Regions from separate parts of the Mus musculus genome. Here region 1 is linked to region 2. Evidence: chromatin contacts called from public HiChIP or PLAC-seq data. All regions are on one chromosome and are shown on one strand. The core of a region is the stretch at or near the end of the contact, and the rest is flanking DNA. Distances in the headings are between cores, read along the strand shown. Region 1 has its middle 140 kb from the start of Dusp10. Region 2 overlaps Hhipl2 (hedgehog interacting protein-like 2).

Evidence for each region. HiChIP or PLAC-seq counts read pairs in DNA pulled down with a chosen protein or histone mark.
Region 1: a contact with region 2 is called in an H3K27ac HiChIP or PLAC-seq map of cardiomyocytes, with 12 times the contacts expected there. The contact joins two enhancer-like sites. A contact is called at or near these places in 4 of 15 datasets of contacts at CTCF or cohesin (the NIH/3T3 cell line, hippocampal excitatory neurons, large pre-B cells and 1 more), 5 of 484 Hi-C or Micro-C datasets (bone marrow-derived macrophages, cerebral cortex, cortical neurons and 2 more) and 3 of 115 datasets of contacts at active chromatin or transcription factors (VIP interneurons, cardiomyocytes and fibro-adipogenic progenitors).

The regions. Positions count from the first base shown.
Region 1 is chr1:184,167,688-184,173,362 of GRCm38.p6, reverse strand. No RefSeq gene overlaps it. Among named protein-coding and RNA genes, the nearest start is that of Dusp10, 140 kb to the right of the region's middle. Within about 2 kb of position 2,297, at least 13 of the 459 cell types and tissues checked have an H3K27ac peak or open chromatin away from gene starts, as enhancers often do. A contact at or near this core is called in cardiomyocytes, where this site is marked.
Region 2 is chr1:183,435,790-183,441,035 of GRCm38.p6, reverse strand. It overlaps Hhipl2 (hedgehog interacting protein-like 2), which reads right to left. Exons shown (of 9, transcript NM_030175.5): 9 at 3,983-4,827. The coding sequence ends at 4,556. Among named protein-coding and RNA genes, the nearest start is that of Hhipl2, 20 kb to the right of the region's middle. Within about 2 kb of position 1,820, at least 110 of the 459 cell types and tissues checked have an H3K27ac peak or open chromatin away from gene starts, as enhancers often do. A contact at or near this core is called in cardiomyocytes, where this site is marked.

The sequences.
Region 1 (5,675 bases), core at 1,048-3,547, 730 kb before region 2:
TGTCCCCATGAGGGGGGCACATGAGCGAGATTGGGCACACGATCCAGCAGGTTTGATCCACAGGCATCCCAGATGTTCCCAGCACCTGTGTGCTGTGTGCAGATGGTTGTGTAGTGAATGTGGCACCCAGAAATGTGCACCCAGGTCCACTGGCATTCAGCAAGGGGGATTCCCCTCTGCAGGAACTGACTGTGACTTGGAAGGTAGAGTGGAAAGTCTGGAGGCACAGGTCAGAGACAGTATGAAGTAGAGATAGCTCCCAGGGCTCTGCCTGCCAGCTCTGCCTCCCTGTGGGAAGGGCATGTGTGACACAGAGGCCACCAGAGTGTGAGAAGGGTCCTGCTGAGGTGAGAAGAGAGTGCATGTGCCTACATTCAACATATGAAGTCAACATTGGCCAACATAACCAGAAAAATCTACTAAAGACCCCACAGAAGTATCCAAGGCAGAATTTGTAGTGACTTCTGTTAAGAGACTTATACATCCAATTTGTGGAGGGAGGGTGAAGCATAAAATTATATAACTAAGAAAAAAACTACAAGACAATGTAAGTAACAAATTGAAATGCAGAATTACAATGAAGTAGAGTTCAAAAGTGGATCTGAATTATTGAGCAAGTTTTCATGGATAATTTACACTGTGGCCTAAAATTTGTCGCTCTTACGTGATTCCGGTGTCTTCTACTCCTATACAAATAGTTCATGTTTAATTGTTATGATCCCTTGTCCTTTAGGCAAACCAGTCTTACAAAAAGTATCCTGTGCTCTGATAATCCCTGCCATCATCCCAGTTTCATCAGGCTACTGAAGGAGGATCCCTTGAGCCTGTATTCCAGGCAAGCCTGGGTACCATGACAACATCCTACCTTTAAGAAGAAAATAATCAAATTCCCAGCTGCAGAGTTTTGTCAAAGGCACAGATATTCGAGATTAGTCCCTACAGCCCACTTCCATATGCCAAGAGTGGTGGTGCACATACACTTGTAATCATGGAGCTGGGGAGGTGGAGACAGTAGACTCCTCGGGCCTGCTGCCCAGCCAGCCTTGCCTAATTGATGAGAGATTTCATGTAAAAACAAAAAACAAAAAACAAAAAAAGCAAAAAAAACCAAAATAAGATAGGCAGCTATCTGAGTAATAACGCCCAAGGTTATCCTCTGTTCTCTGAATGAACGTGCTTACACATGCACCTGAACACACACACACAAACACACATTCCAAGATGCAGAAATAGATGAACACCACCCCCTCCCCCAAAACAAGCAGACCCTTTTGTAGAAAAATAACTAGCCTAAAGACTAAAGCAGAAGTCTCTTGGGCAGAAGTCTCTTGGAATGATTAAGGTGACACTATTTTGATATTGACATTCTATCGTCTGTAATTCCAAATGATAGCCAGGCATCAGACTGCCTGATCCTCTTGGGTCTTTAGCAAAAAAAAAAAAAAAAAAAAAAAAAAGCCGTCTTAGCAGTGTGCCAGTTCCAAACTGGGTTATCAAAGCGGGGAAATGATTTGGAATGTGTCCAAGGGATAGCACCACTTATAGGCTCCCACTGTGTAAGGCCTGCCCCCGCACACTAGGACAGAGCACAGTAGAACTTTCTCAAGCTGCCACCATCCTTGGGGACAGGACAGTCCCAGCTCCATCGACTGCTCCCTGCTCCTGGATTCTCTGATTACATCAATGTGAGCGACTCATTCCAGCCTGGGTAGGAAATGAAAAAAAAAAATTCGTTTAATGACTCTGGTTTTGAAATTCATTCTGATAAATCAACTCCTGCAGAAGAGTGTTCCTCTTTCATCATGAAAATGGAACCCAGGAAGGGGACAATGTTTTATTTTCTCAAGGACAGACTGAAATCCTAATGTTTCTAGGAGTTTCCCAAATAATCACAAGGTCACACGTAACAAAGGCTGACAGGAGACACTCGCCTGGGACTACTGAAAAAGACAGCTCTCCTCCAGCCAGATGGGTCTGTCCCCTCTCCTTCCCCCCTTTGGAAAAAAAAACTCCATATTAACACTCTTTGAGATAGTGCAAATTTATTATTCTGACCAAAACTAACTGATTCTTCAAGGAGCTTAACACAGCTGTCAGTGTGGGCATGGGAGTTACTGTGTTGAAATTCTGTTGCTGACAGTGAGTGTTCACAAGGTGAGCATCTATTATAAGCTGGGCTTGGGACCCTTCCTTTTCTCAGACCTATTTTTAGTGGACTCATGTGATACATGGCCCTTGCACCTGTCAGCAGCAGGCTCAGCCAGCAGCTACCACCGGCCTGCCTGTGCTGTTACTGTACTTGTGGGCACATGAGGTCACCTGGGTTGGGGCTAGGGCTATATGAAGATCACTGTGACCCGTGGCCTTCAGACAAGGACACCCATGCTGCATGCTCTTGCCCAGCAGCTCAGACTCAAACTCTGACTTCTCGTGGCAGTACTTACAACTGCTTTCCAGGAAGGAAAAAGGTTTTCCAGTTTGTTATTTAAAATAAAAGTTGACAACCATGCAATGAATGCATAACCATACACGCATTTATGTGCAGTACACATGGAAGATTTAAAATGATGTGCAAACCTGACAGGTACAGGCTAGACAGAGGAGGAGCAGAGAAGGCTAGAGAGATTCCTGGAACCTTCACCCCTCAAACTTAGGTGTTGCTTAATTTTTTTTTTTTTTTGGTTTTGTTTTGTTTCATTTTGGTTTGGTTTGGTTTGGTTTGGTTTTTAGAGACAGGGTTTCTCTGTGTAGCCCTGGCTGTCCTGGAACTCACTTTGTAGACCAGGCTAGCCTCGAACTTAGAAATCCACCTGCCTCTGCCTACCGAGTGCTGGGATTAAAGGTGTGCACCACAACGCCTGGCTGCTGAAAGTTTAACAACTAGAATGCCTCCATTGTCACTGTGAAAGTTTTTTTTAAGCTGCTGCTGCCAAATCTGATTTATATTATTGTTTTAAGGTTAGAAAAAAAAGGTGAGAAAGAGGAGGACTGGAGAAAGAGAAGGACAGCAAGTGACAGGAGAAGGAAGGAAGACAGAAGGGAGGAAGAGAGGAAAGCAGGGAGACAGGGGTCAGGGAGGGAGGGAGGGAAGGAAGATGAACAAAGAGAGAAGAGCCGAGGTGGTGAGAAGAGAAGGCTTGCATGTTCAAGAGTCAAGTTCATACTCTCAGTGCATACATCATTAGAAACATATATAATAAACAATGTCAACAAACAAACTTATAGCACTTTGTAAAATGGCATTGCACAAATACTATAGTATGTAGAAGACTGCAAAGCAACTTGGCCTTACCAGCAAATCAACTCTTCACCCAACCAGTTAAGGTTCAGCCCTCCTTTGTGCCTTTTCCTTTGCTCACATTCTTTCCTCTTTTATAGGAAGCAAGGCATAGCAGAAGAAAGAGGGTGAGAGCACCCCACACATACATGTACACACAGACACACACACAGACACACACACACACACACACAGAGACATACAGACACACAGACACACAAGGACCATTGATACTTACATCTCTGAGTCTAGCACTTCTCTTGAAAGCATTATTAGGGAAAGGAGGAGATTGTAATCTGGGTACCAGCTGGTTTTTGAGATCCCTTCGCACATGGATTGTGTACAAGTCAATCTGAAAGCTGCAAGAGGTACACAGGGAAAACAGTCAGAACAGCAGCTATTATTTACTGAGAGTTAATGTGCTTCTAATGTGCTGAAAGAGCAGCCTGCATTTCCCTCTCACATCATCCCCACAGAGCAGCGAGAATGATTTTTTTTTCCATGTCATTTGTTTTAGGGAGCTTGGAATAGACCCAGAGCCTTATGCATACTAAGCCCACGTTTTACCATTGTTCACTCTCGGCTACTGCAAAGCATAGAGACATGAGGGAGCTTCCTCAAGCTTGTGAAACATAGTCTGAGCCAGGGCCAGAATTTTATTAGCCTTGACCACATAGTCCAAGCTCTTAGCTGTGAACACGTGGGCCCAAAGGGGAACCTCGGTTATCCTGTGCAATTTACCCACATGGAGAAGTTGTGTTAGTCTACTTCAGAAATCACCCAGGTACTCTGTGAGGTTTGCAGAAGGGTGGTACCAACAGATATTAGACCACTTTCCCAAGGATGATGAACAGACAGCTGCCCATCACCTGTCTTGATCCCATCCCAGAGACAGCTGTGCTAGATGGTCCAGCATGGGATAAATCTATCCATCTTGCTGAGAGTGAGAGTTGTCTCAGCCGTCCAGAGTTGTCACTAGGGAAGTTCATTTAAGGTTCTAGGAACAAAAGCTCTAAATAAGGACTTGCTATGTGCCAGGAAGGGGCTCATAATCTTCACATTATCTCCTGCATGCCCGCCCCTCCGGATCTATATGGCTGAGTCATCTCAATCAGAATTGATGACCCATGGGATATTCTGTCTTAGAAATGTTTCTGTTGGTGGTAGCCTCTGTACATTTCTCCTGTTGTTGTGGTTTTTTTTTTTTTTTCCTATATTGCTCACGGTGTTTGTGCAGCTGCCTAAGAACTAGATATGCAATCAGGGTGGTGCAATTAGATGCATTTCTTATCATGGAAGGAAGAAAATGCCAACTCAAATTTGATGCAATTTTCAAATGCTCCATGATACAAAATGATAAGTTCACTTAATTGATGTGATCTTAATTGGAGTCACAGGGGAAACTAAAAGGCACACTGAGTTCGGTTGTTTGTGTTTTTAATAGCACTGTTTGCTGAGATTGGACCATTATCTCCCTCTGATTCCCCAAATGATGGAGAGTTTATATTTCTGGAGTTTAATGAGAAGGGAATGCCATGGTACAGCACTTTTTCCTAACTTTTTTCTGTTGTGCTTTTGTTCTTAGAATATTTGGATTTTTATGGGCTGTATACTAAAGCTGAGCCACCATGGAAAGTCCTTAAGACAACTCTGTTCATATCCCAGTGATTAGAAACACAGAGATTCATGTTAATTACTATCAACTGGTGACATTTGCTCTTTTGCTAAAACTGTATTCAAGCAATCAATATTTGAGGCCAAACCATCTCCTTGAAATTGTTATTTATAATCATAGAAGGACCAGTGAACAACACTGAATTCCTGCTCCAATCTCGCCCTAGTCAGAAATAGGAACAAGAAAAACAACATGTAAGATCCTGGGATAGAAATATACTGTCGGTGGGGCAGGGACCAGATCAGAAGGCATATTTGAACCAGGAGTGGTCAACAAATTTAGAGAATGAGGCTGAATTTTACCAGGATGAATGTGAGTGTCTACAGTAGCCCAGGATGACAGAGACATAGTTTTGCCTTGAGCACGTCTTCTCAAGTTCCTCCAACTGAACTTTTACATATCGCCTCCATTTTTCATAGCTAAAATTTTTTAAAATTGTACATTTCAAAAAGGTTTTTTTTAAAGGAATAATTAGACCCATGTTTGATGGTATGTCCCTGTAATCCCAACACTTGGGAGGCTGAGGTAGGGAGATTGTTGTAATATTAAGGCCAGTTTAGGCTAGATAGTAAGCCTGAGACTGACCCGGATTATAGAATAAGACTATGTTTCAAAAATAAAAGAAGGGGAGAAGAGAAAGAAAAAGGATGAGTCAGGCAACATAGTTTATCAATAAATACACGATGTTTTACATTTCTGACAAGCGCACATTCTATAAAGCAC
Region 2 (5,246 bases), core at 571-3,070:
GTCTGGAGCTCAGGTTCCCAAGCTTGAATGTAAAATGATCCCCATAGTCTCGTGTATTTAAACGTTTGGTCCCAGTAGGTGGCGCTGTTTGGGGATATATATATATCAGGAGGATTCTGCATGGGTGAATAACGCTGCCCCCAGAAGACGTAAGTTATAAATAATGATCTCAGAGCCAGGCAGGCAATCCCTCCCTGTGAGTTATGGTTAAGGGGGCCCCCAGAGGCACCCGGCACAACACAGGCTGCTGCCATTGCTCTTGGTTGCCCTCCAGAACTAGATGGTGAGACCCCATTACCGAAGGTACCTCTCCCTTATGATGCACAACATAGAGAAACAACCCGAGCTGGCCAGGGAACTCTGCTGGCTTAGCTTACCCAGGCCAGAGGTCCTGTGCCAGTCTCTGGAGGAGAAAAGTCACCAGCAGTCTTACACAGCTGTGATCCTCACTGCACTGACCTGGTGGCTGGAAGTGCTCGCTGGAATTTAGAGACATGACAGCTAAGCAGGTAACCAACCGTTCTCAGGTCGGATGTGAGGCCTGCTCCACAGAAGGAAATTCATCCTTGACATCCTTGGTGCTGTAAACCCGGTCAAAAGCCCAAGACTGAGGCGATCACAGGCCTGTCTAGGGGTTGTGGGCTACCTGCTGCTGCTGTTGTTGATGATGGTGGTGGTGGTGGTGATGATGATGATGATGTTTTGGTTTGGCTTGGTTTGGCTTGGTTTGGTTTGGTTTGGTTTTTGCTTTTGTGCTAAGTGGTCATACTATCACACTACCTTCTAAATATGTATGTCTGTGCCCATAGATTCCTGCTTCCCTCACCTTTAGTCAGAGGAGCTTCCTTTGGCCGTGGGTCGTGGTTCATGTAAAGATTCATAACAGGTCAAAGTGCCAAGTATAAATAACTGGGCACTCGGCTACAGATGGATCATCCACACCAACCTCCCACAATCCAGTGCTCAGGGAACTTCACAGAAGGGGCAGATGGAATGTCAAAAGCTGGAGACTGGGGGTAGGGGGAGAGAAGGGGAGAGAATTGCGAAACACTCACTTTTTAGGCATGAAATGGCTGTTGCATGCATGGAATCACATTAGCTGTGGTTACCAGCACAAAATCGAGCCAGTCAAAATTACAGCATGGGCCCCACCACCACACAGGAGAAGCTATGAGGTAGCTGCCGAGGGACCAGGCCACTGAACGGTTGCTCATGCCCTAGTGGGTGGTCCACGTTCATGTGCGTATGGGCAGCACCTGTTGTGTTCAAGGGGTGATCGATAACAAAAAAAAGTAAAAGACGCGAAGGGGAAAGGAGAGGGATCGAGGCCCTAGAGAGAGCTAGAGGAGGCGGTAGGTGACTGGATATAATTTGGAACTCTCCAAGAATAAAAACATCACTTAAACAAGCAGAAAAGATGCAATGGGGAAAGGATTCCTAAGATGTTAGTGCCTGGGGATGCTTCCAAAGAAATGCACATGGATGCCAGGTATTTTAGAAGTGGCGCAGCAAGGGGCAGGGGAAATCCTGGAATATAACAAAAGCAAGAGGAAGGTGGATGGGGTTGGGGGCTTACTACTGAACCAGGTTTTTACTTGGTTCGCCAGAAATGGAGCTTTGAAGTTCCACCGTCTCTTTCTAAGGCAAAGCGCTCCTGGAAGCAAACTTGGCCTCTGGCAACCCGGAGGCGCCAGGCCTGCAGTTACGCGGGTCGGCCGGTGAGAGGCGCTGTGGTGCCACTCTAACCATGGCTGAGGACGAGGACCCGCTGAGCCTCCCACACTTGGCCTTGGGACTGTGGCCCGCTGGACCCGGACACCGCCCTGCGCTGTGGCCGACACGTGGCAGCCCCAGCTCGCCAGCCCAGTATGGCTCCAAAGTCCTGTCCTGCCAAGGGCAAGGGTGGAGGAGGGACTCCCAAAACGAAAGTTCCCGACTGCTTTCCTGGTTAGAGCCGTTCTCTGTTTTTTGTTTTGTTTTGTTTTTTTCTTGGATGCTAGAACACCCTCTGAGCTGGGACACTTGGGGTAGAGCGCCAAGAATCTTTTCTGAACTCATGAATTTTCCGGGCTAGGGATTTTTCACCCAGATCTCAGGGCCAGGGCTTGATAAAGGATACACAGACTGAAGGCCGTTTGAAGTATGACCTTACCGAATTAAGATGAGAACAACCATACCTCCACTTAGAAAACTCAGAACTAAAGAAGAGAAAGAATGTAAACTCTGTCATTAGGAAGACTTAACTGCTTACAGTGTTGGAACATGCTGGATGAAATAAAATGTATAATTATAATTAATTTCCCCTCTTTGCTAGTGTGGTTTTAGCTTATCAGAGTATAATGCTATCCAAGGTGTCTCAGGAGCTCTGTGTACCCATTTACCAAAAGGGAAAGAGGATAAAGAAAGTTCCCAAGAAAGCTTTAATGCGTTTCAGGAGCCACCACAATCGCGCACAAGGCTGTAACCGAGACCCCCGGGCCCACGCTGTGTGTCAACCGACCTTGCTCTAAGCGTCCAGCCTCCTCTAACACCCATGCTTTAATCTGTGTTAAAAGCGTCTTCATAATAAACCCCAGCTCTGCTCCTTAGTGTCCTCTCCTAAAGTGGTTCTCTGCACCACAGCCAAGCACTCTGGCTTCATCCGAGATGTCTCCAGCCAGAACTCGGACCACCTTATCATTCTCCGGTCGCTGCTACCCCGGCCCCCAGCCCCGTCCCCACCAGCTGGTCCTTGTTTTTTGTTTTCTTTCCCTCCTGAGCCTTTCAACTCCATAAATTTTGAGGAAACGGAACACACGTTGGCCTCACTGTGCCCTTCCGTGAAAGCTCGCTGGGTGACTATCCATGATTAGTTCGGCAAGAACTCTGGGCCAGGGAAACTCTCCGCCCCTCCCCACGCCCGCCCAGCTTCCCAGAATTTCAGAGAATCCTTTCACCTCTGTTCCCTAGACCCACCCACCATCGTCCCATTCGAACAGAGTTCAGAATAGAGCTGAAAAAATAACTCTCCACGTTCTGCTCTTGTAAATGCCCCCAGAATCCCCCTTCAGTTCTCAGCACCCGGAATCCTGAGTCCCGTGGTTCCGACACCCTCTTCTGGCCTCCGTAGACATCTGAAAAGTAAGAAGTCTGAGATCTCAGAGCTACAGCCTGGAGTTTATTTCTAACCTGCAGAGTACTTGCGAGAACTGTTAATAAGGAAAGGGGTGCGGGTGAACCTAGGAGAGGGGGAGGGGTGGATGAACAAGACCTGAAAATGGAGTTCGAGAAGAGATGGGTAATACTGCGAATCTTCCATAAAGATAGAAGAGCACGAAGCGAAGAGGCTCAGGAGTGTCGATCTAGTGAGTGTACCTTCGGAAGAGAAAGGTACAGCTTGTTTCTATCAGAAAGAAAAAAACCCTTCAGAGTATGTTCAGCCCCGTTAGAGCGGTGCCCACATCACCTCTAAAAGCCATAGCAGCCCTGGTACACGACACTGTGTTCTCTTTAAACTAAGCATCCATGCTGTCCTGGATGTTGTTCCTGATTTGGAGAGAGACCTGTCAGAATCCTGCTCCCTCTCTTAGTTATATTTTTAGTGGGTACAGATATTTTGCCTGCATGTATGCATACATATCCCATGTATATCAGATCCCCTGGATCTGGAGTGAGAGGCAGTTGTAAGGTGCCTTGTGGGTGCGTGGGACTGAACCCAAGTCCTCTGGAAGAGCAGTAAGTGCTCTTGATTTCTGAGCCATCTCTCCACCATCACAACCACCCCTCCACACACACACCCTATAGTTCTCCATTCCTCCTGTAGTTCAAAAGCTGCAGGCTTTACTGTTTTGAGATGGAGCACTGCCTGGCTGCTCTGTGACTGGGAAGTCCAGTCAAGAAGCCCCCACCTTCCTTATCTCCCACAGAGTTGTACAGCAAGGCTAAGCAAGATCAGGAGATTTCAAAATGAAGCATACAGAGAGGGCAAACAGAGGACCCCAAATGGAATGCAGTTGTGTTTATTGGCCATTAGCTGAACCCAAATAACAACTGCTGGAGGATCAGAGGCAAGCCTCCTTGTCTTCAGTTCACAGGCTTCTGTCTGGAGGAAAGAAAGGGGCCATCTATCTTCCAGAGGGCTTACATAGGAGCCAGTCACAGGCAGCAGCAGAGAGGAGCGAGCTGCTAAAGCAAGCTGGCTGAAACATGCTAGATTCCCCATTGCCAAACACTGAGATCAAAGGATGTGTACGTGTAAGCCAAAGGTAATTTATTACCCCAGGTAGAAAGGATGTCAGGTGGGATGCCAGGCAGGTATGCACACTGGACATGCCATAAGCCACGTGCAAGGTCCTGTGGGCTGTGGTATCTCCACAGAAATGCTGCCCGCAGACCAGGCTCATGTTTCTTCAGTAGACAGCAAGATTTCCCAGGGAGGGAAAAGACCACACAGAAAACAGCCCACCGCCACCCAGGCTTCTTGACTGTCTGAGTCCCAGACTCAGAATGGACAGCATTATGCACTCAGTGAAGCATTCTCCTGTCTCAGGTCTCATCGGCCAAGATGACCAAGAGGTCATGGGTGACTTCTGCCTGCGGCCTGTCTCATCCCTACACCATGGCTGTCAAGATTGGGCTTCCTCTTGCCCTGGGGACGTGGGGACCACACTCTGCTTTTCTTCTTGGTACCAGGCCTTCGAAATGTTTTCTTGCTGCTTCGGGAAGAAGCTGGCTTCTTGAGGGAGCCCTTCTGAGATGCAACCCTGTCTGAGCTAGAAGTGAAGGTTGCGTTGGATGCTTTTCGGGCTGCTTTCTGCGATTCCTCCTTCAGCAAGTCCAAGACTGTGGCTGGAAGGTAAGCATTGATTCAGTGAGAAAGGGACACCCCAGGAAGAAGCTGTAAAAGGAGCCCTAAGGAACCTCACAGGGCCTGGCAGAGTTCTCTGGGCTGGCCTCCAACTCTGGTTCAAGCAATCCTCCTACCTCTGCCTCCTGAGGAACTGGTACTGTGAGTGCCGCCACACCCAGCTTGCCATAAGGGAACTGTGGTATCAATTGTTTGTATTGACATTGTTTTAATACCCCTATCAGGCCTGGCAGTAAATGCCTTCCTTTGTGGATTGAGGTCACTCCAGAGATAAGTGGTTCTGGGATGTCTGCCTAAGATTGCATCTTGCCTCTTAAAAGTCTTCCATGACTCCCTGTTTTACCATGAAGAATTCCTCACCTCAGGCTCCCTCACAGTAACCTACATAGCCTCCAAACCA